4 separate regions of the Mus musculus genome follow, and regions 1, 2 and 3 are each linked to region 4. A link is a contact called in public promoter capture Hi-C data. All regions are on one chromosome and are shown on one strand. Each heading gives the region's core, a stretch centred on a gene start, on an enhancer-like site or on the middle of the called end of the contact. The rest is flanking DNA. Distances are from core to core; before and after follow the strand shown.

Region 1 (7,795 bases), core at 2,572-5,071, 320 kb before region 4:
TTAAGAGGAACAGACACCAATATCCAGAATGTGGAATGTTCTATGTGACACTTGTTTTTTTTTCTTTAAAAAAAAAAAAATCTTGTCATAATAAGAAAGTGGGGTTAGGGTTCTATCTAGTTCAGTTGGAAGAGCGCTAAACCAGCATACTTCACCAGCCATGTGTATTGGGGTTATGGTGTAAGTCTATAATTCTAGAAGTTGGGAGGTAGGAGCAGGAAGATCATCGGTTCAAGGTGAACTTCAACAGAATGGACAGCTGAGAGAGACCTTGTTTTTAAAAAAGGAAACAAGACAAAACAAAACAACCAAACAGTATCTGTGTGGCATGTGGTTCAAGTTTAAAACAGACTTGACCAATATAGTAGCCAGATAAAATAATTAATTGGATTCTGGCTCTTAAGGATAGTGAGATTTTAACAAAGAGATGTCAATTGGGCATTTTATTATTATTATTATTATTATTATTATTATTATTATTAAAGTCTTTTGTTTTCAGTCATATGTGAAAATTATACAGAAAATTCCCTTATTCTTGGGTTCATGTTCAAGTATTCAACGACAAAATTTCATGATATATGTCTGAAATTTACTTCCAAATGCTTTAGACTGGTAAGTTGCACAAGGGTACGAGTGAGAATGCGTGTGCAAGAACTCACCCACCCTGCCCCCAGTAGAGTCGTTGTTAGGTGGTAGAGTATACATTTATATATTGGATTGTATCCATTGTTTGTATTCAGAAATTTGAGGCAACTTAAATGGATGACACAGTTGTGTGTTAGAAACTCTTTAGAGCAATGATTAGTGAGAGGGGGGCTGGCGGGGGTGGGGTGGGGTGGGGAGAGAGAGAGAGAGAGGGAGAGAAAGAGAGGGAGAGAGAGAGAGAGAAAGAGAGGGAGGGAGAGAGAGAGAGAGAGAGAGAGAGAGAGAGAGAGAGAGAGAGAGGGAGAAAGAGAGGGAGGGAGGGAGAGAGAGAGATCCTTTGAGCAGGTAAGTATAAACCCGGTGGGAGAAGCTAGAAGCTTCATGATTCACTGCTCCAAGGCATTGCCCTGGGTCTTGAATTTGAAGTGAGCTGGAGTGGGTGGATCTATGAACAGAGTATTTCAGACTTTAGCAAAGGTCAACAGAGATGCCAGATTAAGATATGTACAAGGGACAGTCAAAAGTTTAATACTATAGAGAGGGAGAGCAGTATGTGAGGGCAGGCGTAGCAGTATGTGAGGGCAGGCGTGGCAGTATGAACAAAGAAACTTTAATATAAACAGTATAGAGAACATGTGAATAAGAAATAAGAACAGGACTAAGCTGGATGTTATGGTGGGAAACAGTTAGGTTATGTTAGTTGTGTGTACTAAATAAAAATAAAGTATGCTGTAACAATGTAATGACAAAGTGTAATTGCTTTTTGTAGCTAAGAAAAACCGATTTGCAGCACGCAGGCAGAGACCTTGATGCTGTATCAGTAAAAACTATTGTATTTTGCTTTTTAACCAAAACAATTATGTGCTGTTTTGGCTGCATGCATTAAAATAAAAAATAAAAAATGAAAAATGAAAAAAACAAAACAAAACAAAACAAAACAAAACAAAACAAAACAAAACACCAGCTGCCTCCTGAAACATGCAAAGCAACAAACAAATTCAAGACTTGCCTGAGAGCCTTTTTGCCACTTGCTTTTGAGTTAGGTGCCATTGTAAACTAATGCTTGTCATTATACTAAATAAATCTTAAACAGTACCATTGATTTTATGCAGGATACATCATAGTAATGTGTGAAATGGCTTACCAAGTTCAAAAACATAGGTGGCAGACACTGCAGACACTAACACCCAGAATAGATGACAGGGACCATCATTTCCCTCCTTACTAGTTGCCTGCCCGTCCTGTTTGCCTTATCAGACCCAGAGTAAACTAAGTATATACTCTAAGTGATACTTTCAGATTTTCTTCTTGTACTGTGTGCCCTTGTCTAGGCTTGTGGGGAATAAACTGAGTTTCACTACACTGTACAAAATTTATAAATAATAATATTGATGTATCAAACATAAAAGTGGATGTTATGTCTAGAATGTGGACTCAGAGAAAAGCTTCAGACAGAGAAGCAAGCGATTTGTCTAGAGTCAGCCTGCTGCTTAGAACTGAAGTTGAGGTTTTCTGAAAGCAAGCTCTTTCTAGTAAGTTTTAGATGGTGAATTGTTTACAGATTATGTTTAAAATCTACTAGGCTGAGAAGATTTCAAAGGTACTTTTCTCCAAAGCTAAGGCTTTGTTTGTAACTGTTATATGGGTATTCTTGATCAAATAATTAATCAAATCTAATTGTTGCAGATATTTAGAGGAAAGTCAATTTTGTCTTTATAGCTTTTAATTTTATTCATACTAAGTAATTGCTGTGTGTTAGGTTCTATAATTGGCACTGGCAGTACTTGGTTCAGGTAGAAAGGTGAAGGTTGAAAAAGACATTACATTCTTATGAGAACAAACCACACGTGTACAGATGGAAATTTCATTTGGAAGAAAAGATGTGTTGTTCAGTCTAGTTGGGAGTATAATTCATGGTTATGGATGAGGTCATAGAGGCAAGACAGATGTCAGATAAAACACAGGAGTTTGGGTTTTATTTTTTAGATGCAGGATAATCAGTTAAGAAAATTTTATTTTTGTACAAAAGAGATGAAAACTATTTAAAATTGCTTAAAAAACACTGCAGGGGAAAAGATAACTCATCATTAAAATAATTTGAAAAGGACCCAGAAAGCATACAGAAGAATGAGAAAAACAGGATGTGTGCCAGGAAGCATGTAATCTTGATATTGCTAAGTTAGGAATATAGGGTCACTAGTGTGCTTTTGGGCCCATCATTTTGACTGCGGGAGTGGTTGTGATCTCATGTATAGCAGGAGCTGTAAATTTGGAAGTCAACAAGCCATTTAGTAGTCGAATCCTTCTCAATGTGGAAAGCCTGGCTCATAGCAGGGTAACAAGTCTAAGTTGCTAAGTAATAAGGCCACTTAAAAAATATGAACCAGTCTGTTAACTAGTAATGGAGTTTTCCCTCTGGAGCAACGTTGTCAGGAAGAGCTGGCAGCCTTGAGCTTTAGCCCAGAAGTGAAACGTTAGGGTTGTAATCAAGGATACAGGGGAAAGAGCACACAGGTTAAAACAGCTCTTTAGGCCTAAGAATTTTGTTCATCATCTCTTCAAAAGTATCTTTTGCCCTTTGTATTTAGCACCTTCAAGGGAATAAGACTCAGCTTAAGCACTGGGAGAAAGCAGTAGACCTTGTCTGGATTTGATGTGTTATAATTACTACAAACTACTGGGGAAGCACTTTCATTGCCTAGATTTACCTTTTGAAAAGTCTCAGCCGCCATTTTGAACTTTAGGGACAGAACAATTACAAGTCGAGAAATGCAAACAGCTTTTTATGACAAAGTGGGTGGCCCTGAAAAGGGCCTTTGAGAAAGAAGCTCCAGGTGAGCTTAACCGCCGAATCCGTAGAGGGTGCGGCCCTGGCGCTTGAGCGCGTAGACCACGTCCATGGCGGTGACGGTCTTGCGCTTGGCGTGCTCCGTGTAGGTGACGGCGTCGCGGATCACGTTCTCCAGGAACACCTTCAGCACACCGCGGGTTTCCTCGTAGATGAGACCGGAGATGCGCTTCACTCCTCCGCGCCGGGCCAGGCGGCGGATGGCGGGCTTGGTGATGCCCTGGATGTTATCGCGAAGAACCTTACGGTGGCGCTTAGCGCCGCCTTTGCCCAGGCCTTTTCCTCCCTTACCACGACCAGACATGGCTATGGAGCACTGAGTTGAAATTCCTTAAGCGCCCTCTACAGCTGGTATATATATGGCGAATGCGGACCTTTTAGAGGACTGAAAAGGCGCGGGCGGGAAGGTGATTCTGTATCCGCCCCTCTAACTCACTGGCTGAATCCTATTGCTAGGCGGAAGGCACAGCCCCTGTGGCGAGGGGAATATGAGTTTTCCGCTTTTCTCTTGGAGTTCTTAGTCACTAGTTTGTGTCCTTCAGGAGCGTACTTGTAGGTTCTGACAACCGATAGTTTATAATTCTCCCAGCCACTCATCATTTTTAAAAAGGAGGTTGTTATCCATACACTTATCTACAAAACCGGATATAGTACAGTAAGGTTATCTTTTAGGTGGAAGATTTACGAAAATGTAACTTCTAAAATTTTGCAAGCATTATTAAATCTCACTTATGAAGCTCTTTGCATTTCTCAGAGGCTTGCACATAGCTCTGTTTTCAAGTCTACAAAGGGCACTAGTATTGATTGAATATATACTGCTTCCCTTTTTTTTTTTTTTTTTCTCGAGACAGGGTTTCTCTGTGTAGCCCTGGCTGTCCTGGCACTCACTCTGTAGACCAGGCTGGCCTGGAAAGATGGAGACTTGCTCAGAGTTGAAGATCTAATCTTTTTAATAAACGCTATTGTTGCTGGGGAGGACTTTTGTGTTTCATGACCGGTAGCCACCGTTTTCTTTTTAGCCTCTGTAGTACTGGTTTGAGCCCCATCCTTGTGTAGAGAGAGGCCATCTTGAAGATGTGCTTTGGCTATTGCTTGTGTGAGACGTTTCTATGATAATGGTAGAGAAACAAACAAACAAACAAAAAACCCAAAAAAACAAAAAAACAAAAGTAACTACCATGTACTCAGGATGTGCTTATCCCAATTACCCCACAGAACTTTTCTATGCTTCTTTCCAGAAAATCACCAGTCCTCACCCCACTCACTCTGTACATACCAGAATGCCAAAACTAGTGTGAGTACAGTGGGGTTAAATAGCACAGTGGATTCCTCTCCCCCACCCAAGGAACTCAAAGGTCACTTAAGGGAAACTAAGTTCAGGCTGTGAAGTGTGACATGACATCAGCTCAGCATATTCCTTCCTGCTGCCTAGTAAGTACCCCAGTGAAGCAGCCATATCCCAATTGCATTGACCTTGCCCTGAAACTTGTTGAGCACAGTTTCAGTTATCTAGACTGTAGATGGGGATGTATTTGCACATTGGAGAATGGGCTTTTCTAAAAAATCGAGGACTTAGAATACTCCTCAAGTATGCAAGATGCTATTTAGCTTCCACACACAGTTAAAAGGTGTTACAGAGGGGAGAGAGAAGTGGGAGGGGGGTTTTTAAATATTTAAAGGCTCCCATTTTAGAAAATGAACTTAATACATACTCTTTTGTACTTGGATGTGAGTTCCAAGTTGCCAGTATCTTCATGTAATGTCAACAGAAAGGGATATAAAATTGATAGCTCTAATTTTTATAGATATTTTGAGCACATTTGTCTTAAATTTGTCTTCTTCCCCATCTATTATGATTGTTTTCCTGTTACTTATTATTTCAGCCTAAAGTTGCCTTCTTCTCTTTATATATTTCTTTTCTTGCTACCTATTTATTAGCCCTATTATTTTCCTTCTGAAACAGTGCTTGGTTTCTTCATGTAGCCATAGCTGTCCTGGAACTTGCTCTGTAGATAGTCCTTAATTTCAGAGATCTACCTGCTTCTGCCTCCCAGGTACTCGGATTAAAGGCATGGACCACCACAACCAGGTTGATTTTTATTTTATACAACCACCCTTTCCTGTAGATTTGAAAGTCTCTAGGTATTAGAATACCCAAGAATGTGTCTCCCTGTAGAATACCTCATGAGGCTGTAATCTCTCACCTGTTACTATAGTAATGGTGTGCATTTGTGTGTATGTGTGTATATTTGCTTATCTAACACAAAATTGAGAGAAGAGGACGAAGCCATAAGTTTCACTGTTCTCACACCTCTTAGGGATTTTTATCGCCTGTTTTTAATCTCTACAAAATAGTACAAGCCTTACTACAGAGAATAATCTGCTGTTTTTCAGGATGTAATTATATTTTGGAGTTAAGACCAAAACCACATTTGTGATATTAGCCTCCACAGTCATGAGTGGGAATGAGTGAAGCTTCTTATGGTTTCAAGTTTGTAGTCCCATGGTTGATCCCTTTTCCAGAAACTTTATTCTTGCTGCAGTTATCATAATGATAACTGACTATGAAATGTTTAAGTCCTTTGGTGGATACCACCTGCTAATTCTTTTGTTTGTGACAGACTATATTATATATGTAATATATGTAATGAGGTCAGCAGCTATCATGGAAATTAAAAAACAGATTTTCTTTCACATTCTGCTTGTTTTTAATAATGAAATTCAAATCATTTTAAAACTGGAAATATGCAGAAAACTGTTGTGATAAGTGTTGGCAAGGGGAAACAGCTGCATAACACAGGTCCTGAAACACGGCATATAACACAGCTGTAAACTTTGTACTCTAAACACGGAGTGAGTTGCTAAGTCAGGTTATATCTCACTGTTCTTCAGCTCCCAGTTGCTAAACTTCTGTTCCTTCTTGACCTAGGTATCTTTTTTCTGTACATGTGATAGTTGGTGTACATTTCTCTATCAAATCTGAAAAATATGTGCTTTCAGCTTTTGATCTACAATAGGGATGGCACAGACTCATCACGTCTCCAGAAAATGGCTAAATCACTAAAACAGGAAAACCGAAGGGGAATTACACACTGGTATCTCAAATATCATTAAAAAATCCAATCGATATTTTCTACAATAATCATTCCCCCGGTATGCACTGCTTTCCCATCTAGTGCCAATTCCTACAGCTTGGTGCAGATAGCCCTGGAAGCTTGTGTTGTTGCTTTCTCGAAAAACTCAAATTTCCCTATGTATTTCCGTGAAAACAAGTTATTTCATAGAGTCCTGAAATGATAAGAATGTGAGGAACCATGTCCTGAAACAAAAGTTTGCTAATGACCGCGAGAGAAGTAGTATTTTTAAGGAAAACCTTAAAGTTGTCCCAATTTTCGTCAAGTTTGAAAGAGAGTTGGGGCAATCAGAGAAGTTTCAGGGTGCCGATTTTGAACATAGGTGCACAAATTAAGGCAAGAATGTAGCCTACAGGCTCTCGGATCAGTTTCCCCCAAGTCCCTAATTATTTCGTGCCCATATTTTTTATATTTTTATACTTTTTTGAGGGGCAACAAACACAGCCACAAGGCAAAGCTGAAGATCCTTTCTCTGGCAACGCGGCGCACGGCGCACGGCGCAGGGAACCAATCACCACGCAGCTTCTCTCTATATAAACCCAGAGCCTGCAGCACTGGGAACAACCTTCTCTGACTGTTTGTGCTTACTTTTTGCTTTACTAGTAAAGCTTAGAACATGTCCGAGACCGCTCCCGCGGCGCCTGCTGCCCCTGCACCTGTGGAGAAGACACCTGTGAAGAAGAAGGCGAAGAAGACCGGCGCCGCTGCTGGGAAGCGCAAGGCGTCCGGACCCCCGGTGTCCGAGCTCATCACCAAGGCTGTGGCCGCCTCCAAGGAGCGCAGCGGCGTGTCCCTGGCTGCGCTCAAGAAGGCGCTGGCGGCCGCGGGGTACGATGTGGAGAAGAACAACAGCCGCATCAAGCTCGGGCTGAAGAGCCTGGTGAGCAAGGGTACCCTGGTGCAGACCAAGGGCACCGGCGCCTCCGGCTCCTTCAAACTCAACAAGAAGGCGGCTTCCGGTGAGGCTAAGCCCAAGGCTAAGAAGGCAGGCGCGGCCAAGGCCAAGAAGCCTGCGGGAGCAGCCAAGAAGCCTAAGAAGGCGACTGGTGCTGCCACACCCAAAAAGACGGCCAAGAAGACTCCGAAGAAGGCGAAGAAGCCTGCGGCGGCTGCCGGCGCCAAGAAAGTTTCCAAGAGTCCCAAGAAGGTGAAGGCTGCTAAGCCCAAG
Region 2 (7,625 bases), core at 505-3,004, 470 kb after region 4:
TGCCCACATCTGGGCAGATCAGGAAGCAGAGAGTTGGGTGGACTTCTGCTTAGTTTCCTTCCTCCTCTTCAATTTTAGCTCATGGGGTGGAGTCATTCACATGCAGGGCGGGTCTTCTTGTCTCTGTAATCTTTGGACAAGCTCTCACAAATGTTCCCAGAAGTAAGTCTCCCAGGGTATTCTAAGGTCAGTCAAGCTGACAACAAAGATGAATTACTTAGAATCCAGATACACACTGGCTGTGAGTTTCCTAATACTGTTCTCCATCCAAGAGTAGACGTGTTCCTACTGAAACACGTCAGAAACAAGGCAAGCATGCCAGCAATCAACAGTGGGGCCCCAAAGGGGGAGAGAAAATGTCTTCTCTCAGAAGCCTTGAACCTGCCTGCCAGAACCATTTGCGAGAAAAGGAAGGGTGAAGCCTTTTTCCACTTCCTGAGTTCCCATCTGTCAATGTTCATGGAGTGTTAACCTCTCCTCCTTTTGTGTTGTTTGTGTGATGTTGCTGAGCCAATCCTCAGGGCACAGATGCACCATCAGATGGCACCTGAATGAGATTGGGTAAAGAAGTCAGAAGTGCTGAAGAGCTCCCAGCATAGAGTGTACACCAGGACAGGGGTTGCACCTTAGTGGCAGAGAACTTGTTTATCAAGAGCAAGGTCATAGTCTCAATTCCTAAAACTGCAAATAAGCATTATTGTCAGACAGCTGTAAGAGAGAAAATACTGTCTGATTTGCATAAATATGATTATTTATATAGAAAATCAAAGGGATATCACAATGTAAAGTAATTGATAAGATTGCAACAACCTTTCCAGACTGAAAAATATATGAAGTCCACACTGTATCTGCAAACTCTTTAGAAAAAGCATTAGAGCTGGGCCATGGTGGTGCATGCCTTTAATCCCAGCACTCAGGAGGCAGAGGCAGATCTCTGTGAGTTCAAGTCCAGCCTGGTCTGCAGAGTGAGTCCTAGGAAAGCCAAGGCTACACTGAGAAACCAAAGGAAAGAGAAAGGGGTCAGGGAGGGAGATAAAAGGCAATAGAAAAAAATTCCTGTGTCTGAAACAAAGATGTTAAAATATGATAAAATTCAATGGAGACTTAGAGCTGTTTGCGATGGTGGTTTCTCCGTTCTCTGTGTGTAGTACATTATTTTGTTGTTGTTGTTATTTACGTATATGGGGGAGTATATGTATACTTGTATGTTCAGATACCTTTGGAGCATCAAATCCCTTGGAGCTAGAGGTATAGGCATTTGTGAGCTGCCAGATGTGGGTGCTGGAATCTAAATTCTGGTCCTCATGACATAATAGCATCTTAACCACTGGGCCATCTCTCATTAGTATCCATAAAAAGTGCTTTTGTAAAGGGTATTTTTAAAGGCTTATTTTATTTTTACTTATGCATATACGTATATCTGTGTGGGGTATACGCATATGCCCAAGGAGGCTCATTATTGGGCTCCCCTGGATCCAGAATGACAGGTGACAGTAAGCTCCCAACCTGAATGCTGGGAACTGAACTCCACCCAGTCTTCTGCAAGAGCAGAATACACAGTTAACTACTAAGTGCTCTCTCCAGCCATATAAAACCATTTTTAAGCAATTAAGCTAGAATTTAATATGAATCAATCAGCATCCTGACTTTATTTTCTGTGGGAACTTTAGCTTTGCTCTCCCTTGGATTGTTGCCCTTGTTATCTGGTCAGTGTTTATGGTTCTAACAGGACTGCCAATAGCACTGGGAACTCTCCTGGAAACAAACCAAATACTCAATGAAAGGGAGTCACAAATGGAAGACTAGATACCTATTTCAGTGTTGTGCCTGACTTGTGAATCCTAAAAGGCCACCAAGGAGTCAATTCTGATGCAATCCCAGTAGGGTCTCAAGCTTGAGCCACACAGCTGTCTCTGACACAGCAGAAATGGAGGGTGAAGCCTCAAGCTCTCACCAGGACAAGGTTTTATAGGAAATGGCAAGCAATTGAGGGGGTTTCTAGCCTGGCACACATGTAACTTTAAGTTTTTCAAACCTTATTTTTAATAATGGTTCTTAAACACTTTAACATCCCCTTTAGCCCACCACCCACCAGAGGTAGTGGGAAAGAAAGGATGGGGGTTGGGAGTATGGACCTGTTTAGAAAGGTTCCTTAGGGCAACTCCTATCAGCAGCTTCCAGGTTAGCAACGGCAGCTCGATCCACTCGAAAACATTTCACAGATATGCCAGCAGCACAGTTTCATTTGAGTCGTGATAGCAAACATGAATCAGCAACAGTGGTACTACTTAGCAGAGACAGCCAGGCCTCAGCCTCAGCTCAAGTCAGCAGGAGGGACCATGAGGGACACCAGAAGTTCTCTGCTGTGCCTTTCTTGGGGAAGTTAAGATCAGCAAAGATACAAGACCCACAAGCATTGAACAGCGAGCTCTATAAGCAAACCAAGCTCTGTCTTCTTCACTGTCCATCGAGTCCTATTTATACCCTCCAGGCATCATGTGCCCTCTGCAGGTCTTACCTCAGCACGTGTATCTAATCAGCATGAGTTTGTGGAGTCTTGACAAATGCAGCTCAACTATGCAATGTAAGGCAAACTAATACATATGTGTTGTTAGCAAAGAATCTTTTATCATGTGCTCTTTCATGTTCTTGCTTTAGCAGAATACCCTTTCTCCTGGGTCAGCTTCAGTGAAATGTTCCGTCGTGAGTGTGCCTCAGTCTTTCACCTGTGTTCACTTCAGGAAAACACTCCATCACTTGTTTGCCCCAGCAAAACACCATCCAACACAACTGACTTGCCAAAGAACCCTTAAAGTTTCTACTACTCACACAGCTGACTGGGGGCTATTATGGAATTTTGTTGCCCTTTAAAATAATTGGCTGGTGCTGGGAGTCAAACTATAAACTTAATTTCTGCTTTCCTCCTGATTGGGGGTTCTTAGGAAGTGAAGTGACAGGGGCAGCTTGTAACCTGGAGGTCCAGGCTTGTTGGGGAGTGACCTGGAAACTGGTGCTAGAGAGTTCAACTTTAAGTCAGATTGTCTAAGATGGAGTCTGAACACAAGATCTGGTTGCTGTCCAGACAAGTGCATTCTCACATACACCAGCCTTTGTTGTGGATGTGAGACAAACCTTTCTCCCCAATTTAAAGCTGATAAAAAGCTAGAGCCTGTGATTGGGCAGTAGAGAGAGAAAAATGCAGGACTTGAGGATTGAGTGAGAGGTCTCAGGAGAGACCGGGGGAAGAACAAGGAGAATAGGACAGAGGGAGAAGGAGGCCTCCATGAGTCCAGATGGAGCATGAGCATGTGCCAGGAGAAGTGCACCTTGAAGACAGGCTGAGAGAAGCAGCCGGGGAGAGACTCAAGTGATAAGGGGCATATGGGCTTGGATATAGGTGAGAATAGCATAGATTTTACCCAGTCCAGGCTTACAGCTTGTAAATAAAATACCAGGTTTCTGTTTCTTTTATATGGGCTAGCTAGAATAAATAATTCATTCATATATGGTGCCATGCAACCCAACCCTTTTAATTTCATATTCAGTTCTTAGACAGAGTCCTGGGTGAAAGATGGTTTTCTAGCCAAGAGTGGAGAACCAAAGCATTTCAGAGGCATGGCTCCATTAAGAGAAGCTGCTGCCTTGCAGCATAGCTGGTAGGTTGTATCGAGCAGAGGCTGCACTCAGATTGGAGTCTGAGTGCACTTCCTAGTACGTGGAGGGACTGAATATTACCTGCTAGGTCCTGCAGTCTTCATTGATGCAGCCAGTGGGAAAACAAAATATGCCTTCATGAAAAGCCTGCAGCTGTGCAGGGGCCTCGTGAGAGGAAAGTTTTGGCATAGGTTGGCAAACAGCAGCCCAACCCAGTTGGCACATGGACCCCAGATGACCGCAGAAACACATGCCGGTTCTAAGGCCACAAACCACAGTCAGGCTGAGGGCTGGGCTGAGCCAAAGGTGTGGAGTTAACTGCCATAGATATTTGTTGATCTGAGGAGCCTACAGCTGCACTGAAGGGTAAAAGGAACCTTCCCCCAAAGCTACAAAGGGACTGAAAACCCCAAACTTCTAAACTGTGTATAAAATTTAATAGGAAGAAATATTTACTTTTAAAAAAATGAAAAGGTAAAGTTTCCAAAGGAAGGAGAGAGTTATTTGTTAAGGTTTGGTTGATCACTATGTATTGTAACACTAAATACTAGCTCTCCAAGGTCTGGTTGCCCCTAGGGACAAGGATATCCTCACATACACCAAGTGATGTTTAAAACTATTGGTTGAATAAAGATGCCTATGGCCTATAGCTGGGTACAAGAGAGGTAGGTAGAGTTTCAGTTCACAGGCTTGGAGTCTGAGGCAGAGACCATGAGAGGAGAGAGGAAGTGGTGAGAGAAGACACCATGGAGAAAGGGATCTTGAGGAATGGCTATAAGAGCTGGCCAGTCAGATTTAGGGCAGCCCTGGCAGAACAGGGCAAGTCATATCTCAGGGCTATTGACAGGGAAGTAGACATAATAGCATGAGGGGAGATATCTGTCCAGCTCTAGAGCTTTAAAACTTTTTATCTTTTACTTGGAAACTCAATGATCAAAAAATCAGGTAGAAATCTCCAATTGAGATTAACTATTTACCACGCCAGTTGTAAGTTAAAACGGATTTTTTCCACATTAAAAATGGAAAAGATGGGGGTTCCCGGATTCCACATAGTCTGGTCTACGCAGGTGAGAGTGTGGACTGCAGAGGCTAACAGCTTCTGGGACAGGTGGAAGCCACAGAGCTTCTGGGGCAGACCGTGTTTTGGGCTCCAGACACCAGGGTACCTTCCCTGCCAGAGGAGAGGTGTCCGCCCCACTCAGGAGGGATTTGCCACAGCATCTCGGGGAGCCATCTTGGTTCTGGGATTCTGCCTAGACTACTCTGCGCAGGGGAGAGTGTGGACTGCAGAGGCTAACAGCTTCTGGGACAGGTGGAAGCCACAGAGCTTCTGGGGCAGACCGTGTTTTGGGCTCCAGACACCAGGGTACCTTCCCTGCCAGAGGAGAGGTGTCCGCCCCACTCAGGAGGGATTTGCCACAGCATCTCGGGGAGCCATCTTGGTTCTGGGATTCTGCCTAGACTACTCTGCACAGGGGAGAGTGTGGACTGCAGAAGCTACACAGATTCTGGGACAAACCCTGTTTCGGGCCTTCATCCTCTGCCAAGAGGCAGGTCCGAACACCAGATATCTGTCCACCTTCCCTGCAAGAGGAGAGCTTGTCTAAAGAGTGCTCTAACCACTGAAACTCAGGAGAGAGCTAGTCTTCCAGGTCTGCTGATAGAGGCTAAAAGAATCTCGAGAGGAACAAGTGCTAACCAGAGACAACTATAACAACTAAATCCAGAGATTACCAGATGGCGAAAGGCAAACGTAAGAGTCTTACTAACAGAAACCAAGACCACTCACCATCATCAGAACCCAGCACTCCCACCTCAGCCAGACCTGGATACCCCAACACACCCGAAAAGCTAGACCTGGATTTAAAAGCATATCTCATGATGGTAGAAGACATCAAGAAGGACTTTAATAACTCACTTAAAGAAATATAGGAGAACACTGCTAAAGAGTTACAAGTCCTTAAAGAAAAACAGGAAAACACATCCAAACAGGTGATGGAAATGAAAAAAACCATACTAGACCTAAAAAGGGAAGTAGACACAATAAAGAAAACCCAAAGTGAGGCAACACTGGAGATAGAAACCCTAGGAAAGAAATCTGGAACCATAGATGCGAGCATCAGCAACAGAATACAAGAGATGGAAGAAAGAATCTCAGGTGCAGAAGATTCCATAGAGAACATCGGTACAACAATCAAAGAAAATGCAAAATGCAAAAAGATCCTAACTCAAAACATCCAGGAAATCCAGGACACAATGAGAAGATCAAACCTACAGATAATAGGAGTAGATGAGAATGAAGATTTTCAACTTAAAGGGCCAGCAAATATCTTCAACAAAATTATAGAAGAAAACTTCCCAAACCTAAAGAAAGAGATGACCATGAACGTACAAAAAGCCTTCAGAACTCCAAATACACCTGACCAGAAAATAAATTCCTCCTGACACATAATAATCAGAACAACAAATGCACCAAATAAAGATAGAATATTAAAAGCAGTAAGGGAAAAAGGTCAAGTAACATATAAAGGCAGGCCTATCAGAATTACACCAGACTTTTCACCAGAGACTATGAAAGCCAGAAGATCCTGGACAGATTAACAGATACTAAGAGAACACAAATGTCAGCCCAGGCTACTATACCCAGCCAAACTTTCAATTACCATTGATGGAGAAACCAAAGTATTCCACGACAAAACCAAATTACCACATTAACTTTCCACAAATCCAGCCCTTCAAAGGATAATAACAGGAAAAAAAAACCAATACAAGGATGAAAACCACATCCTAGAAAAAGCAAGAAAGTAATCCTTCAACAAACCTAAAAGAAGACAGCCACAAGAACAGAATGCCAACTCTAACAACAAAAATAATAGGAAGCAACAATTACTTTTCCTTAGTATCTCTTAATATCAATAGACTCAATTTCCCAATAAAAAGACATAGACTAACAGACTGGCTACACAAACAGGACCCAACATTTTGCTGCTTACAGGAAACCCATCTCAGGGAAAAAGACAGACACTACCTCAGAGTGAAAGGCTGGAAAACAATTTTCCAAGCAAATAGTCTGAAGAAACAAGCTGGAGTAGCCATTCTAATATCAAATAAAATTGACTTCCAACCCAAAGTTATCACAAAAGACAAGGAGGGACACTTCATACTCATCAAAGGTAAAATCTTCCAAGAGGAACGCTCAATTCTGAATATCTATGCTCCAAATGCAAGGGCAGCCACATTCATTAAAGACACTTTAGTAAAGCTCAAACCACATATTGCTCCTCATACAATAATAGTGGGAGACTTCAACATACCACTTTCATCAATGGACAGATCGTGGAAACAGAAACTAAACAGGGACACAGTGAAACTAACAGAAGTTATGAAACAAATGGATTTATCAGCTATCTACAGAACATTTTATCCTAAAACAAAAGGATATACCTTCTTCTCAGCACCTCATGGTACCTTCTCCAAAATTGACCATATAATTGGTCACAAAACAGGCCTCAACAGATACAAAAATATTGAAATTGTCCCATGCATCCTATCAGATCACCATGGACTAAGGCTGATCTTCAATAACAACATAAATAATAGAAAGCCAACATTCACGTGGAAACCGAACAACACTCTTCTCAATGATACCTTGGTCAAGAAAGGAATACAGAAAGAAATTAAAGACTTTTTAGAGTTTAATGAAAATGAAGCCACAACATACCCAAACTTATGGGACACAATGGAAGCATTTCTAAGAGGAAAACTCATAGCTCTGAGTGCCTCCAAAAAGAAACTAGAGAGAGCACACACTAGCAGCTTGACAACACACCTAAAAGCTCTAGAACAAAAGGAAGCAAATTCACCCAAGAGGAGCAGACGGCAGGAAATAATCAAACTCAGGGATGAAATCAACCAAGTGGAAAAAAGAAGAACTATTCAAAGAATCAACCAAATGAGTAGCTGGTTCTTTG
Region 3 (8,000 bases), core at 5,366-7,865, 500 kb after region 4:
TTTTTCTTTTGTCAATTTTCCATGAAAAACTGAAAAAATACCTTGGCTTCAATGGCTGATAATTTTCCTGAGAGTAGAGAGAATTAGGAAAGGCTCATGGCAGGGAGAACATTTTCTGCCTTGTAGGGCCGGGTTAGTAACGGGAGGTTTACTCTTGGCCTTAATCCAGGGGTAACTCATAGGAAAAGAAACATAAGTTTCTAGTTGTAACAAAAACAGAAGGAAGAAACAGTATTCCATTTACAAATTTAAGAGGGAAATCATGGAACTGAGATAATTAATTATGCTGCTATAAGCTGAGGGCTTTGAATATAAACAATATTTGGTTGATCATCGCTCACTTTCTCTTTCTACTAGCTGATTTCCAGATACAGTTCCACTGTTGGATATAGCCTCCCCAGGAGAGAGGAGGAGGGAGTGTATCAGTCTGTAGAGCCCACTCCTGAGCGGTGACAAATGGATCCTCCTGAGAAGCTATTGTTTCAGCTTCTGTTGTTTTAATTCCTGGACAAAAGGTCTCACTCACAGCTTGGGGCTGGCCTAGAACTCACAATAGCCCCAGTCAGCCTGAAATTCAGTTTCAAGCAGATAGCCTTGAACTCACTGTGTAACTGAGTCTGGCTTCTGGAGTGCTGGGATGGTAGGTAGGCCACACCAAGCCTGCTTTCATATGGTACCACTACAAATGGAGTCCAGCTCCAGCTCTTAACTTGCTGTTGTGTTCATAGCAAGCAGTTTCCTTACATCACATTTGCTAGAGGTACCCACAATTGTATTTCTTGTCATTTGCAACCAAAAAACTTTCATTCCTCTCTTGGGAACTGTGACTAATGAAGGGAAAGAGGCTGGCCAGTGAGCAGAACAGAAGAGAGACCAGAGGAGCAGCCAGAGAAGGCTTAACAAAGAACCAATCCCAGCAGGCGGCAAGCCTGGGAATAGGCTGCAAGAGTGTCCCTGTGTCTTGAGTCTATGATCTTATACACGTGGAATCCCAGCACCGGGAGCCTGAAGCAAGAGGAGTACCATAATTCTCAGGCAAGCCTAGGCTAAGAAATGAGACTGTCTCAAAACTCAAAGAAAATAAAACTGATAAAATAGAGCAGGTCTACTTTCCATCTAAGTCCCTTCCTGGGGTCAAGCCAGAATAGATCCATTGTTGTAGCTACCCACTCCCCTTCTCCAGGATAGGGCTAGATTTTCATTTTACCTGTCGCACCCCCTCATCTGATATCTCAGTCTGGCCCTTGCTTTTCTCGGACACTCAATAAACTGTTCAAAAGATTGAGAATTTCAGGTAGGGCCGGGCATGATAGTACACGCCTTTAATCCTAGCACTTGGGAGGTGGAGGCACGTAGATTTCTGTGAATTTGAGGCAGGTTGGTCTACATAGTGAATTCCAGGAAAGTCAGAACAACATGTGAGACACTATTTCTAAAAGCCAAAACAAATAGACAAACAAACAAACAAACAAAAATTTCAGGTGAAGTCAACCATCCATAGGTAATTAAAACTTGTCACACAAACATTTCTTCTAAAATTTCAGCTAGGTTTGTAGTATAAAGTAATTATATAAAGTGGTTTCTTTTTAAACATGTGAATGTGAATTTAGACATTCGAACTAATACAGATGCTATTGGAAGAGTGCTGTCAGGCTAGGCTGGGCAGTGCAAACCTGTCATCCCAGCAGTTTGGAGGCTGATACTGGAGGATTGCAAATTTGAAGCTCGTCTGGATTATACAGGGGCTTCAAGGATATAGTCTGGGCAGTTTAGGAAGATTAAGTCTTTGAAACAAAAAAATGAAAAGTGCTAGGTGCTCGCCCAAAATTCTTAAGGATCTAGGTTCGAGCCATAAAAATAGAGCTTCCTATTAAATCTTCTTTAAAGCAGATTAAACAGAAGATATCAAAGCCTGACTAACTTTTCTAAACATTCATTTCCCCTTACATTTCTAAAGTTTAGTCTCAGTAACTCTCTCAGCATCAAATGCCGGCCTTTTCTCATTCAAGGGATAGTCTCATGAACAGACTTCAGGTCAGCTACACACAGACACACAGACACACACACACAGACACACACACACACACCCCTCTTCACTCTCAAGGTAATTGTAGAGTTAATCTCTTAGTCAAGGTATAGAGTAAAGAAAGGGTCCACTATGACAATGGAAAAAGAAAATGTGATTTATATACACTATGGCATTACTATTCAGCATTTTAAGCAAAAGAAATTCTGTCATTTGGCCCTGGAGAATACTGTTGAGTGAAATAAACCAGATTTCTACAGAAAGATAAATATCGCATGATCTTATATATATTACATGAGATCCATTTCCGGATGGATTTCATTTTTGTGATGTTATTAGAAAGTCTAATACTGGGTAATTTATTAATAAAAAACCCAGAATTTCATTTCTATAGTTCCAGAAATAGGATCAAACTGCTGTCTGGTCAGAGCCAAGTCTCTGCTTGCAAGGTGATACCTTGTTGCTGAAACCTATGGGTCTCCCATCATCATCATCACCACCACCAACACCACCACCACCACCACCACCACCACCATCACCACCACCATCACCACCACCACCATCACCACCACCACCATCACCATCACCACCTCCACCACCTCCACCATCATAATCCATTACAGAGACTCTATAATGTAAACACATGTCAAGCCTGCATGTTGGACACTCTGAATATATACAACTATATTTGTTGATTTAAAAAGGAAAGTTTTGGGCTGGTGAGATGGCTCAGTGGGTAAGAGCACTGGCTGCTCTTCCAAAGGTCCTGAGTTCAAATCCCAGCAACCACGTGGTGGCTCACAACCATTTGTAATGAGATCTGACACCTTTTGGTGTGTCTAAAGATAGCAACAGTGTACTTACACATAGTAATAAATAAATCTTTGAGCCAAAGTGAGCAGAGGTCCTGAGTTCAATTCTCAGTAGCCACATGATGACTCACAACCATTTGTAGTTATAGTGTACTCATACACATAAAATAAATAAATAAATCTTTTTTTTTTTTTTAAGGAAAGTGTCTTAGTCACGGTTTCTATTCCTGCACAAACATGATGACCAAGAAGCAAGTTGGGGAGGAAAGGGTTTTACATTTCTATACTGCTGTTCATCACTAAGGAAGTCAGGACTGGAACTCAAGCAGGTCAGGAAGCAGGAGCTGATGCAGAGGCCATGGAGGGATGTTCCTTACTGGCTTGCTTCCCCTGGCTTGCTCAGCCAGCTCTCTTATAAAACCAAGATTACCAGCCCAGAGATGCTCCCACCCACAAGGAGCCTTTCCCCCTTGATCACTAATTGAGAAAATGCCTTACAGTTGTAGCTCATGGAGGCATTTCCTCAACTGAAGCTCCCTTTTCTGTGATAACTCCAGCTGTGTCAAGTTGGCACAAAACTAGCCAGTACAGAAAGTTTCCCACGGGTTCAAGATGGCAAGATGGGATAGCTTGAGAATTAACCCAAGAAAAACATGAAGGGCCTTCAAGGGCAGTAGACATGTTTGACTCAACCATAATGAAACTAAATGAAATTAGAGAATTCTAGAAAATCAAATCATTGTTTTGAAAAAGGCAATAAAACAAAAATCATGTAGCTAGCCTCAAGTCATAAACTGTATAACTGCCTTTCCCAGTAGTATCCACCAGTTCTCTACAAGAGGGTACAAGTCAATATATTTTAAAAGTTAGAATTTTACCATTTTGCAAGTCCTCGGTGACATAATGAATTACAGTGGTGAACAGGAAAAGAGGGACTACAAATCAAGGCATCCTTGAAGTAAAAGCAAAGTGCACCATGTGAAAATTGAGCTTCAACTTAATTGGGCCTAAGAAGGAAGAGGGACTTGTCCTACCACACAGCTGAAATCCACAGAATCCAGGCGGCAGAAAATGCCAATGTCCAAACAATTTGCTTTTATCTACAAATAAGTTAAATGGGAAAAAGAAGGGAGGCTGTTAGTAAAAACAATTGTGAGATCTGTCAACCAAATGCAGTGTGATGAGCCCATTTGGATCCTGATCTTTTTTCCCATTAATTTGCTTATTTATTCACTGCACATCCCAATTGCAGCATCCCCTACCAGTCCCTATCACTTGGCTCTTCCTCCATCCCTCCCTCCCCTTCTCCTCTGAGAAGGGAGAGGTTCCCCCTGGGTACCAATCCTCCCTGGTACCTCAAGTCACTGCAGTGGATCCTGATCTTTTAAGAAAAGATTTATTTTATATTTATTAGTATGTGTGTGTGCAACTGTATGTATTTGTTATTTTTTATTTATTTTTATAGTTATCTATGTTTATGTTAGTTTGTTATGTAATAGTATTTATGTTATCTTTTATAGTATATGAAACTTTAGGGGAGTATTTTTTACTTATGTGTTCAAAAAGCTATGAAGATCACAAAAACTCAATCCCTTAAAGCAAATAAACATATTGAAAAACGTGAAAATAAAGCAGCCTTGAACCGAGAGTCACTGAAACAAAAGAGTGTCACATCTGACATGTAATACAGCAATGGTTAACAATTCTCACAGCCTCTAAGTCATCTGTGCAATCAAACAGTTCACCCTGAAGTTCTACGTCACTGCTCAGTCAAATGGGTCACAGTGAAATAGTAATCAATGTTGGATAGTTAATGAAAAATGAAAAAAAAGAAAAGGAGGAAAGGACATGATTGCCTTTAGGGATGATGGAAAAGAAAGTTTGCTATAGATAAAAAAGAAGACATAGTCGGAGGCAGACATATCTGAGAGAGTCCAGAGTGAATGTGACCCTGAGTCATGGGTGGGGGGGCAGGTGAAGCAGCCAGAGAGGCCCAAAAGAAGAGGGGTAACAAAAGTGGCTGGATTATAATAGGGAAGGGTAGCTCTTATTATATACATGCAGCTTCCTAGGCTGCAGAGTTCAGGGTAGGCAAACCAGGAGGACCCTGTAGGGTAAAAATTGAGGATCCTGGGAGAACCTGGCTGCCAGGTCCACTTTGATGTGTTAAATAGGCACACCACTATTTGTCCCAGGTTTGAAACCTAACATCCCAGCCTTTTTGTTGATAATAAATAAATGATAAGGGGCAACATATAATCTTCTAGGACTACTTCCTGCTGACACTGGGAATCATTTTTTGGGCTCCAAGGAAGCTGGAATGCTGGCCCATTCTGGGAAGAGCAGGTTGTTTCACCCACAGTCCAGGCTGTGGAGGACCAACTGGGGCTAGAAAGATGTTGTCAGGTTGGAGTAGTGTGTGAGGTGGGATGGGTGAGACTAGTCACTTTGAAGGTGTCTGGGATGCAGATTTTGAGGGGACACTGGGAGCTGGAAACTTGCTGGAGCAGTCTGCAGTTGATTTGACATCTGCTGGGACAGATAGACCAGAGACAGAAGGTAAAGTGAAGCCGTGTAGGGGAAAATTTTATCTTGGGTGTACACTTGAAAGCCGATAGTTGGGGGAGGGTAGTCCCAAGACCAGGGGAAAGATCCTACATTCAGGAATAGGGAGGTGGGGAAATAGGCTATTGGTTGACAGGGGTACTTCTCTGGAGCCCCTTTGACCTGTCAGAGGACCTGCTCACTCCCTGAAGCATACAATAATTTTTCAAATTTATGAAAAGAGACAAAAGTTTAAGATATATTAGCATTACTACTGTTTACAATCTGTACTGAAATCTGCACTGTATAAAAAGCAGTAGACTCATGTCTTTGAGTCCAAGTAAAAGCTTAGGGATGCAAACATGATTTTAGATTAAAAGCATTAACACTCTTTTTAAAGGCCTGGCATATAGATTGGATATAGAGAGATTTTTTATTTTATTTTTTGCACAATGAGAATTTTTTAAAAGTCTATATTTAGGAGACAACCAAAGTATATTTAAAATCTCGAGCTTGTGACTGTGATAATATTAGTAGTATTTTCCCAGGACTAGATTAATAGCTTATCAGAACTCCACTGATTAATGTTAAAACTATGAACTTTTGAAGTCTTAGAATACCAGTAGCATAGAAAGGGAAGAAATTTGAACAAGTTCTAATTTTTTTTTATATCTATACACCTTAAAATACCTTCTTAGACCCTCACATTTAAGCTTTCACACTCTGGGCCCCAAGAAAAAGCAAAAGATAACAAAAAGATTTAAAAAAAAAAAGGAAGACAATTTACAAAATTATAGGAAAATTAAACAAAAAACAAACAAAAAAACCCCCTGGTTTTAGAAGACAGAACTTTCACTCAGTTTTCTTCCTGGAAGCTAGAGTAGAGAACAGGCGACCCAGTTTATAGTCAGTCTTTACTATAAAGGCCTGGTCTTTGCTACTTTTCTTCTGTTATGTCCAAATACCTGACAAGAAGCTGGCCAAGGAAAGAAGGGCTTATTGGCGCTCACAACTTGAAGAAATAATGTATTGTCATGAAGGTAGATGCAGATCAAAGCTGGGGCTGGGCGAGGAAACAAAAAAAACAGATCGAAGTAGACTGAAATACACAAACCCTGATTATTAGATACTGATTTATTGATGGACTTATTACATCACCTGTACTGCCTATTCGCCAAGCACAACTCCACTTGCTACCTGGAACAGAATGCCCTGGAAGAAATAACAAAATGTTATTTAACAACCTGCTAACTGTCCTTGCTTTTGTTCACTGGTGACGTCTCACTTCCATTCTCAGTGCTATCGAGGTGCTTATTCACCTTGTGGAGGTGTCATCCCTACAACAAGATGAATGCTTGTGCTCATTAGGTCTCTAACCTAATAAGTGGCTGAGCTGCCTATTTAACTTATCAAAGTAGACCTGGCACCAGGTTCTCCCAGCCTTCCTCAGTCCCTACATGCTACGGGATCCTTCTGCCTGGCATACCCTGCACTCTGCTCTAAACTTCTTCAGCCCAGGGGCAGGGCTGCCCTGTCCCCAGATGAACTTTTCTATATAATCCAACTATTTTTGTTTCCTGGCACTTTCTATCTACCCTTTACCCTCCTCATCTCTTGGCCGGTGTCTTGGCCCAGGCCATGCTCTTGGTCGGCAGCTCCTCTCTTGTTCTCCCTCCCTGTCTCTCCTTACATGGCCCCGCTCTGTAGGGCCATGTTCACTCTGGACTCTCCCTCTGCCTATGCGCTCCCTTTTACCTACAATAAACCTTCTCCTCCACTATACCTAGGAGCAGATATGTCCTTTCCTTTTTTATTCATTCATTCATTGCTCACGTTTCCTTTTCTTCTCCTTTTCCACCTGGGATGGCTATTCTTGGTTGTTAACTTGATTACACCTGGAATTAACTAACCCCCCAAAACGCATAGGCATACTTGTGAGGAATGTTTTGCTTTTGAAGTGGGAAGATCCACTTCTTTTTGTTTGTTTTTGAGATAGGGTTTCACTATGTAGGTACTAGAACTTGCTTTGTAGACTAGGCCAGCCTTGAACTCAGAGATCCATCTGCCTTCTGAGTGCTGGGATTACAGGAGTGCACTATTACATACCACTGGGAAGACATGTCCTTTATCCAGATCTTTTAAGATGGGGGGGGGGGCGCACCCACCTCTAATCAGGGCCATGACTTCTGTTGGCAGCCTATATAAAGAACATGGAAGAAGGAAGTTTACTCTTCTTACATGTTTGTTCTTGATCTCCCTAGCAAGTCCATTCCTTACTGGTATTAGAGACTACTTCTTCAGGACTCTAGCATATAATGAAGACAAGTGAGACATCCAGCCTGTGGAGTGAACAACTACTAGATTCTTGGACCTTTTATAGGTAGTCAGCCATCATTGAACCAGCTGGATTACAGCCTGTAAATCATTCTAATAAACTCTCTATATAATATGTATCATACCCCCTATATGTAAATACATATATATTTATGTCTTAGTTAGGGCTTTACTGCTGTGGACAGACACTGTGACCAAGGCAAATCTTATAAAGGACAACATTTAATTGGAGCTGGCTTACAGGTTCAGAGGTTCACTCCATTATCATCAAGGTAGGAGCATGG
Region 4 (7,953 bases), core at 1,325-3,824:
AGTTTCTCAAGGGACAGTCCCGAAATAATGAAATAATGACATTCGGGAGCTGGAGAGACGGTCTAGGGACTAAGGATGCTTCCTGCTCTTTCCGAGACCCCAAGTTCAATTCCCAGCACCCAGGCCAAGCAGCTCACAACCACCACACCAGGGAATCTAGCACCGTCTGAACTCTGAGAGGCCCCACTCATATACGCAGGCACACATACATACTCATCAGGTACAATTTTTAAAAAGAAATAATGACATGCTGGCTGAGGGTGTGGCTCAGCTAATAGAGCGTTTGAACATCATGTGCAAAGCCCAGCATGGCAGACACGGCATCTAACCTGGTACAGTGGCGCATATCTGAAATCCCTGCACTTGGTAAGTAGAAGCAGGAGGAATGGGAATTCGAACCTATCCTTGCCTACCTCGTGTCTTCCAAGCCAGTCTGGGCTACTTTAGAGTCTGTCTCAAAAAAAAAAAAAAAAATCAAACAAGAATAAAGAAGACAACTTTGAAGCAGTTGAGGAGATGTATAGGGTTACTGTTTATTTCCTAGTGTTTGTAGCATGTTAACTGTTTGGTTTCGGACCCAGGGACAAGGGACTGAGAAGTGTATTTTATACACAAAAGCAGACCTGGCCTCCGGGTTCTCCCAGAATCCCTCAGTTCCTACCCCATCCTGGAACTTTCCAGCCCAGAGATGGGCTGCCGTTCCCGCAGAGGCTCTTCCCTATATAACCCAGACATTTTGGTCTCTCTTTCTTCTCTCTTTGTCTGCATGTTCTTTCTCTCCTCCCCCGCCACTCGCTCTTTTCCCCATGGCAATTTTCCCAGCTTTGGTCCTTGGGGCCAGTGAACTCGCTGAGAGCAGCTTCCCAATAAACCTGCCTTTAATATAACTATTCTGGCTTAAATTGGTGGCAGTGGAGAAATAACCTGTCATTAATTATACTTTTAAATTTCTCTGATGAATTAAGTTTCCACGATGAGTTTTTTTTTTTTTGTAGAAGAAATATATAATGTCCAATAATTGGTTTAGAATACTGTAGAAACAACTCTTGAAAAGGGAAATTCAAATGCTAGTAGTAGTTGAAGGTAGGTACTAGGTCAGTAGTTACACTAGACTGTTCTATTTCTTTTGTATGTCTGAAAACTTTCCATGATAAACCAGTAAAGTAAAAATTTAACCAGTAAAACATGGAATCCAGATGAAGCAACTTCAGAACGTCATGATGCAATAGACAATAGAGCCAGCAAACAGAAAGATGAGCCCTTCTTATGTAATTTGTCCCTAGAACTTAGGACATTGATGCCACGGGGGAGCGTTGTTTATTCACAAGGTGGACATTGAACAACTACTAACTTGGAGCTTTCAATCATTAAAAAAAAAAAAATTTTCCAGAAGTTACGAGAAATTGCTGGCTAAGTGAGCAGATAGTGCGGACTTCCTGGGGTACACAGATGATCAACACACCTAATAATCACCACTCCATCTGAGTAACAGAACAAAGCTCCTTGGCAAAGGTTTTCAATCTTCAAGTTTTCTTTCCCACCCCTCCCCTTCCCTGCCTTCTCTCCCTTCCCTGCCTTCTCTGATACACTGTCTTATCAAGTATCTCAGGCTTACCTCACACATGTTGTGTAGCCCAGACTGGCCTCAAGCTCGTGATCCTCTTGTCTCAGCCTCAAGTACAGAGTTGCCTCACAGGCCCTCACCACCTCTGACCTCAACATTTATTTAGGGGGGAAATGGGTTTCAAGTCCCTGGAGCATCTGCTAACTGTCAACTATCGACATGTATTGAAAAGGCATAATAAAATTAAAATGCTTAAAGGATATTAGCGAATCATCAACAGTGGAAATCATCTGGCTCAAGGCTTAGAAGTTCCTAACTGATCAGTAGATTACAATTCAATTCAAAAGAGTTTCTTCAGGGCTGAAAGGTTTGGAAGAGCCAGAAGCTGAACCAGAAGCCTCAGAACATATCACAGCTTTGAGGGACAGGCCATAAGAAAAGGTGCAGCTTTCTCAACACATCAAAGTTCAAAGAGGTATGATCGCTGAGGAGTAGGGGAGTTGGAAGGTACAGGAGGGGAAAGGGAGATGGAGCAAAGGAGGAAGAAGGGAAAGAGAAGGGTTGAAGGGGGGAGAGAGGCAATGAGAGAGAGGGAGGGAGGGAGGAGAGGGAGGGAAGAAGAGAGGGAGGCGAGGGTAGAGGGATAGAGAAGGCAGGAGGAAGAAAAGGAAGGAAGGGATGGAATGGAGGAGGGGAAAGATAATAAAGTCAATAGGACATGCCTAAAGCCTAGTGTTTCAGTGACAATCCATGGAATTCCAAAGGCCTCCTCAACTGAGACATCCTAGGAACACTTCTGAAAGGCATTCTCCATCCTGCCTCAGCTGGAGGGTATGGGATCAGTTTACAGGATCTTGGAATGGCCATTTGGTTCCCAGAAGGTTCTAGTCCAGGAGATCCCAAGACTCCAGCTTCTCCTCAGAAGATGCAAGGCTGGGGCAAGTGTAAAGTTAAACATTAAGCATTACCCTTGGCATGATGAGGTCAAAGAATTTGGTATAGAGTTTACCAGCAAGTAGGAAAAATTCCACACTAAAGTCGAGCTAAAAGTCTTCCTGGAAGAAGGAAGGGCCGTTCTGTCTTAATCAGGTCGGTGTGACTCTTATTGTGTGCCAAATGAAATGAAAGTCTAATTCTCCAGAGGGCTTTTGGGGTCCTTCCCTGGTAGAGAATTTCCCAAGGTAATTATCAATGTGAGCAAAAAAAAAAAAAAAATAGAAGAATTTGTTTATCTTTTGAGGCTTCTCTCAGGGAAAGGGAAAAAGAACATTTTTAAGGAATGAGTGTGAAGTGTGGGTTACTTGCAAGGACATAAAGAAAGAAACGGGGTGGGCTGTGTGATGAGTTGTCTGTGACTGCTGTGGGGAACACTGGCAGAGGAGAAGGGTAGTGTGTATGGCCTGTGTGGTATGCTGGGCTGCAAGTGGGTACCATGTGTGGTCTGTGCACTTTGTGCACATGTAGATTATAGAGGTAGATGTAGGTTTGCTTTGTGTGTGGAGATGTTTCTGTTGCATGAGATAGGTGGTGTTGTAGTATTTGTGTGTGTTGTATATGTATATGTAGCATGTGCATGTGTGGCATGTGTGTCATATATTTGTGTGTATAGTATGCATATACTGAGTTTATGCATAGTATTTATGTGTGATATGTATGTAATGTGTTCTTGTGCATATAATTTGTGTGTAGTAAAGTTATGTGTGTGATAAAGTACATATTGTATTTGTTTGGATAGCATATATGTACACTGTATTGCATGTATAGTATATATGTGGTTTTCTGTCTGTATGCAGTATGTATTTAGTGTTTCTGTGCGTATGTGTAGTATTCATGTATTGTACAAATATCATATGTGTTATTTTTCTCTCTGTGTATAGTGTTTGTGTGTATATAATTTCTTTCCATTTGTATATGTATATTGTTTATGTGTGCATAATGTTTCTCAGTGTGTAGATTTGTGTTCTGCATTGTATGTATAGGATTGTATAGTGTTTCTCTATGTATGTAGTACGTGTGTAGTGCTTGTGTGTATGTCTAGCATAGGTGTATTTTTATGTGTATGTAATGCTAATGTTTCTCTGTGTATAATATCTATGTAAAGCATTTTGGTACTGTGGTTGTATGCATAATATGTGTATAGTGTTTCTGTGTGTAGTGTATATGTGTAGATGTGTGTGTGTAGTATCTGTGTATTGTGTTCTCTATATAGTATGTGTGTAGTATTTATCTCTCTTTCTGTGTGTGTGTCTGTGTGTGTCTGTGTGTGTGTGTGTGTGTGTGTGTGTGTGTGTGTGTGTGTGTGTGTGTGTGTGTATGTGTGTGTATAGTGTCCAGGTATTCTGTTCTATATATAGTATGTGTGTAGTACTTCTCTTTCTTGCTCTGTCTAGTATCTGTGTATTGTGTTCTGTATATAGTATGTGTTTAGTACTTTCTCTCTCTCTGTGTATGTGTATTATCCCTGTGTTGTGAGTTAGTTGTGTAAACAGGAGCTCAAAAGAGGCTCCAAGGTGTAAATGCTTGATTAGAGCTTGATTAGAGTAGAGCTCGTGGTTGATGCTCTATTCATTCTAGAATGTTTCAAATACACAAATCATAGGTGTCTGGGGGACATGTGAGGGTCATGTGAACTGTAAAGTCAGATCCCAAAGTCTATGCTCATGGCTTATGAGGGAATTGAATTCTAAGTTATCTTCATCACCAGCCTCCCCCAGCAGATGCAGGCTTGGCTGCAGTGAGTCTCTTTCCAGAAACTGAGACTACAGACAGGTTCACATGGGGCTGTGGAGAATGGTCTGTCTCCAGAGAGGGTGGCACTAATAAGAAGACAGTCATATTTCACCTCTCTTAAGGTACAGAAAATGAGTTTTACTCATATTTACTCCTTTCCCAATATTTGGCTGCTATGTACATGTAAATTTCTAACCACCGCAGCCTCTCTCTGCCTGATAGCTTACTGTCAATTTGTCTTGCTGGGTAAGCCTACTGGCAGTCAATGTCCTCAATTTTTATTTCTTTAATAAAGTATTTTTCATTAGATTAAACAAAAAAAAAATCCTTGGGTTGTCAGGGCTGCTTGTTTTCTATAGTTATCAGGTTTTCTATATATTTTAAATGAGCAACAACAAAAATATCGTGAAAATGCAATGTTAACTAAGGCCCTCAGTGGAGGTGAAATGTCACTGCATCTATCTGGTAAGTCCTCCTTTGATCCCAGTTTTCAGTCAGAGAGGGGTCCTGGGTCCTAGTTCAGTTGCTTCCTGAATTGTGTTGACCAGTGTGTTTTACACCCACAGTGGATGGAGACCAAGCCCAGCAACAAGAAGATAAATCTCAAATGGAGAACCAGTGCCTCCCCAAGAAAGGTAACGCTATCCCACTATCCAGGAGTCCACTTCTTCAACACAATACCACTGATGGCATGAGGGAGATGTGTTCTACAGAAACATAAGCAGAAAATTTCAGGAAAGACACTAAAGTTTTCACATGATGCTTAAGGTTTTTCTGACATTCCATAACTATGATGCAACTATCAGTGTTTAAATATTTGTATTTAAAATTCATAGTTTAAAACCCAATATTTGTTCAGCTGAACTCCAAACCATTGTGGGTTCATGTCACTTTTTCTCTATTAGAATTTTAATCTTTGTAGTTTTGTCCCATGCCTGTCCCATTATTTAATAGTGGCAGTCGTAGGGTCTTACATTTTCTTCCTTTGGCAAGTCCACAAATAGATACTGTGTTCCAACCGGATTGCTCCTATAGGGTTTAGATGGTGATTTAGATAGTGAGATTGTGAAAATTGAAGTGAGGAGCTTTTGATGAGGTTTAAGATAATGTTATAATAATAAGGGGTTTGGGATGCTCAGGATGAGTTGACTGTGCCTTGCATGTGTGATGGGCACAAATGGGCGGACCATGGTAGCAGAATTCTCATACTGCCCCTAAGATCCCAACCCTGGTACATGCAAAGGGTTTCCCAGTTAAATGGGGAAATTAACAAGGTGAATGTGATTGAATCACATGAGCCTTTACGTCTGTGTTTAGAGGTCACAGATGGAGCAGTTAGACAGACGTGAGGCAGGCGTGGCATGGTAAAGATTAACCCTGCTGGTCTTGAAGATAGGAGGAGCCATGAAGATTATTTTTGACTAACAAATTTCATAACAATCGATTTATATAGAAGACAGCCTTTCATGACTAGGTTTTAGCCTAGCATGTTTGGCTGAGATGAATCCAGGCAGCTGGGACTTTTAGTGAGTGCCTCCTTCTTTTTTTATTCTGAGCAATATGCTTTATGTTACCACAACACCGTATGTTTATTCTTTCTAAACATTCTGCTATTTTAAATAAAACTGATGCAAACATTTTTCTACAAGTCTTTTTGTGAGCATATGTTAATTTTTCTTGGGAGAATTATTCAAAGCAGATATTCTTTCCCTTCATTGAATTATATTGTTCATTTACCCAAAAATGTTTAGAAGCTGGGGAGATGGATCAGTCAAGAAATCATTTGCAGCACTAGAGCCATCGCCTGTGTTGAGACTCCCAGCACCCATCCATATGAAAAGCTAGGTGTGATGATATGTCCTTTGATCCTGGTACTGGAGAGATAGATCCAGGAAGATTCCTGGGGCTTGTTGGCCAGACAGTCTAGTCTAACCAGAGAGTTCCAGGTTCCAAGAGAGGCACTTTCTCAAAAACTAAGGTGGATAAAATGCAGAACAATAGAGGCACTCAACATTGACTTCTGGACTCCACACATGTGCAACCATCTTCCCCCAACATGAACAGGTATGCAAACATGCAACACACACACATGCATGCACTATTTAATTGTAGATGCACATGTATTTCTGAACTCTCTGCTTTTTCCCACTGATGAATGTGTTTAGTTTTATACCAATGCCATGTTCTTTATTATAGCTTGACAATTTCTCAGTAAGTTTACTATCTTGAGGAAAAAAATTTCTCAGTGTGCAACTGTCAACCAGAGTAGTTATATCAGTTTGAAGATGAAAGTATTTTCTTTGAGAGAAAGGGACTTACTTCCAAAGGGAACCCAAGGTATTCATCAAGGATCCATTCAAAATAGACCCACACCCAAACATTTGGAACTGAATTAACTTTCTGGGACATTCTAATTGGAACAATTTCTTAAAGTAATAAATTATTAAATCAATATCGCATTTTCCCATTAAATGATAATTTCTAGAAGGATGTTCTGCAACAAAATTTTAACTTACTATCTAGTATATCTAGGGTTGCAAATACCTGAATTTTTACTTCAACTGTGTTGCTAATTGAGATTTTCTTTTTCAACTTCTCAGTTCCAGGGTTCTGTTCCTTCCGGTATGGACTGGCTATCCTTCTGCACTTCTGTAACATTGCCATCATGGCCCAGAGAGTGTGCCTGAACCTCACCATGGTAGCCATGGTGAACAACACAGGGTCACCCCATTTATCTAACGAATCTGTAGTGGAGATGTTGGACAATGTAAAGGTATAGTGAAAGTGTAAAGTGCAAGTTTAAAACTTAAACTCGTGAGCTAGGTTCTACAGAGGTCAGTTATTATTGGCAAGATAATAGGAATAATTAGAAAATGAAGCTTAAGTTTAAATGTGGACGACAGCACTCACTAGACTGGAGTCTCAGAATGAACAAAAAGAAAACAGGCTGAGTATGCCCATTCATTTCTTTGTTTTTCCTAACTATGGATGCAACGAAACCAGTAGTCTCGCCTCTCCCCACCCCCCCGAGCTGACTTGCTGGGATGACCTACATTGTGGAATTATGACCCAGAAGAAAACCTTCCTTTCTTAAGTTGCTTTTCTTAGGTATTTTGTGATATTGAAGAGAAAAACAAACAACACAGCACATATAAATAAAAACAAGCTCTGTGCCTAAGGCTGGTCACAGCAAAATATATTATTATGTATTTGGTAATATCTCCAAAATCCGAAAGGATTTGAAACCTTTCTGGTCCCAATTATTTCAGATAAGAGATACTTAACCTATAATTGAAAACATGAATAATATGTAAATATATGCAAATGACATTATAAGATGATAAAGTTGTTTTGTGGGGGGGGGGGAAACCTTTAGAAAGAAGTGGGAACTCCTTTACCCAGACTGAGTAGGACCATCACACTCTTGGGCCCCATAAACACCAGAGTGTGTCTCCAATGCAGAGTTCTTAGACTTGTCTCCATGTTTTTCTTTTAGAACCCTGTGTATTCCTGGAGTCCTGATATCCAAGGGCTTATTCTCAGTTCTGTCTTCTTTGGTATGGTCGTGGTTCAGGCTCCTGTCGGGTACCTATCTGGAATATACCCAATGAAGAGAATAATTGGGTCTTCACTGTTCCTCAGCTCTTTGATGTCCTTGC

Evidence for each region. Promoter capture Hi-C pulls out the DNA fragments that hold promoters and counts their contacts.
Region 1: a contact with region 4 is called in a promoter capture Hi-C map of liver, with 3 times the contacts expected there. The contact joins the promoter of H4c6 here to the promoter of Slc17a1 in region 4. A contact is called at or near these places in 2 of 39 promoter capture datasets (the HPC-7 cell line and liver) and 1 of 115 datasets of contacts at active chromatin or transcription factors (microglia).
Region 2: a contact with region 4 is called in a promoter capture Hi-C map of liver, with 3 times the contacts expected there. The contact joins the enhancer-like site here to the promoter of Slc17a1 in region 4. A contact is called at or near these places in 19 of 39 promoter capture datasets (the 3T3-L1 cell line, 3T3-L1-derived adipocytes, the C10 cell line and 11 more) and 1 of 115 datasets of contacts at active chromatin or transcription factors (embryonic stem cells).
Region 3: a promoter capture Hi-C map of liver shows a contact between it and region 4, with 2.6 times the contacts expected there. The contact joins the enhancer-like site here to the promoter of Slc17a1 in region 4. A contact is called at or near these places in 6 of 39 promoter capture datasets (cranial neural crest, embryonic stem cells, liver and 1 more) and 1 of 115 datasets of contacts at active chromatin or transcription factors (embryonic stem cells).

What each region holds. Positions count from the first base shown.
Region 1 is chr13:23,547,847-23,555,641 of GRCm38.p6, forward strand. H4c6 (H4 clustered histone 6) reads right to left here and starts at 3,822. Exons shown (of 1, transcript NM_175655.3): 1 at 3,440-3,822. The coding sequence starts at 3,797. The coding sequence ends at 3,486. H1f3 (H1.3 linker histone, cluster member) reads left to right here and starts at 7,186. Exons shown (of 1, transcript NM_145713.4): 1 at 7,186-7,795. The coding sequence starts at 7,244.
Region 2 is chr13:24,338,392-24,346,016 of GRCm38.p6, forward strand. All of the region lies in intron 1 of Cmah (cytidine monophospho-N-acetylneuraminic acid hydroxylase), which reads left to right. All of the region lies in intron 2 of Gm11342 (predicted gene 11342), which reads right to left. Among named protein-coding and RNA genes, the nearest start is that of Cmah, 15 kb to the left of the region's middle. Within about 2 kb of position 1,755, at least 7 of the 459 cell types and tissues checked have an H3K27ac peak or open chromatin away from gene starts, as enhancers often do. A contact at or near this core is called in liver, where this site is marked.
Region 3 is chr13:24,358,841-24,366,840 of GRCm38.p6, forward strand. All of the region lies in intron 1 of Cmah (cytidine monophospho-N-acetylneuraminic acid hydroxylase), which reads left to right. The region is part of intron 2 of Gm11342 (predicted gene 11342); the gene reads right to left. Among named protein-coding and RNA genes, the nearest start is that of Gm11342, 13 kb to the right of the region's middle. Within about 2 kb of position 6,616, at least 3 of the 459 cell types and tissues checked have an H3K27ac peak or open chromatin away from gene starts, as enhancers often do. A contact at or near this core is called in liver, where this site is marked.
Region 4 is chr13:23,867,699-23,875,651 of GRCm38.p6, forward strand. It overlaps Slc17a1 (solute carrier family 17 (sodium phosphate), member 1), which reads left to right and starts at 2,575. Exons shown (of 13, transcript NM_001170638.1): 1 at 2,575-2,653; 2 at 4,861-4,929; 3 at 6,895-7,067; 4 at 7,791-7,953. The coding sequence starts at 4,902.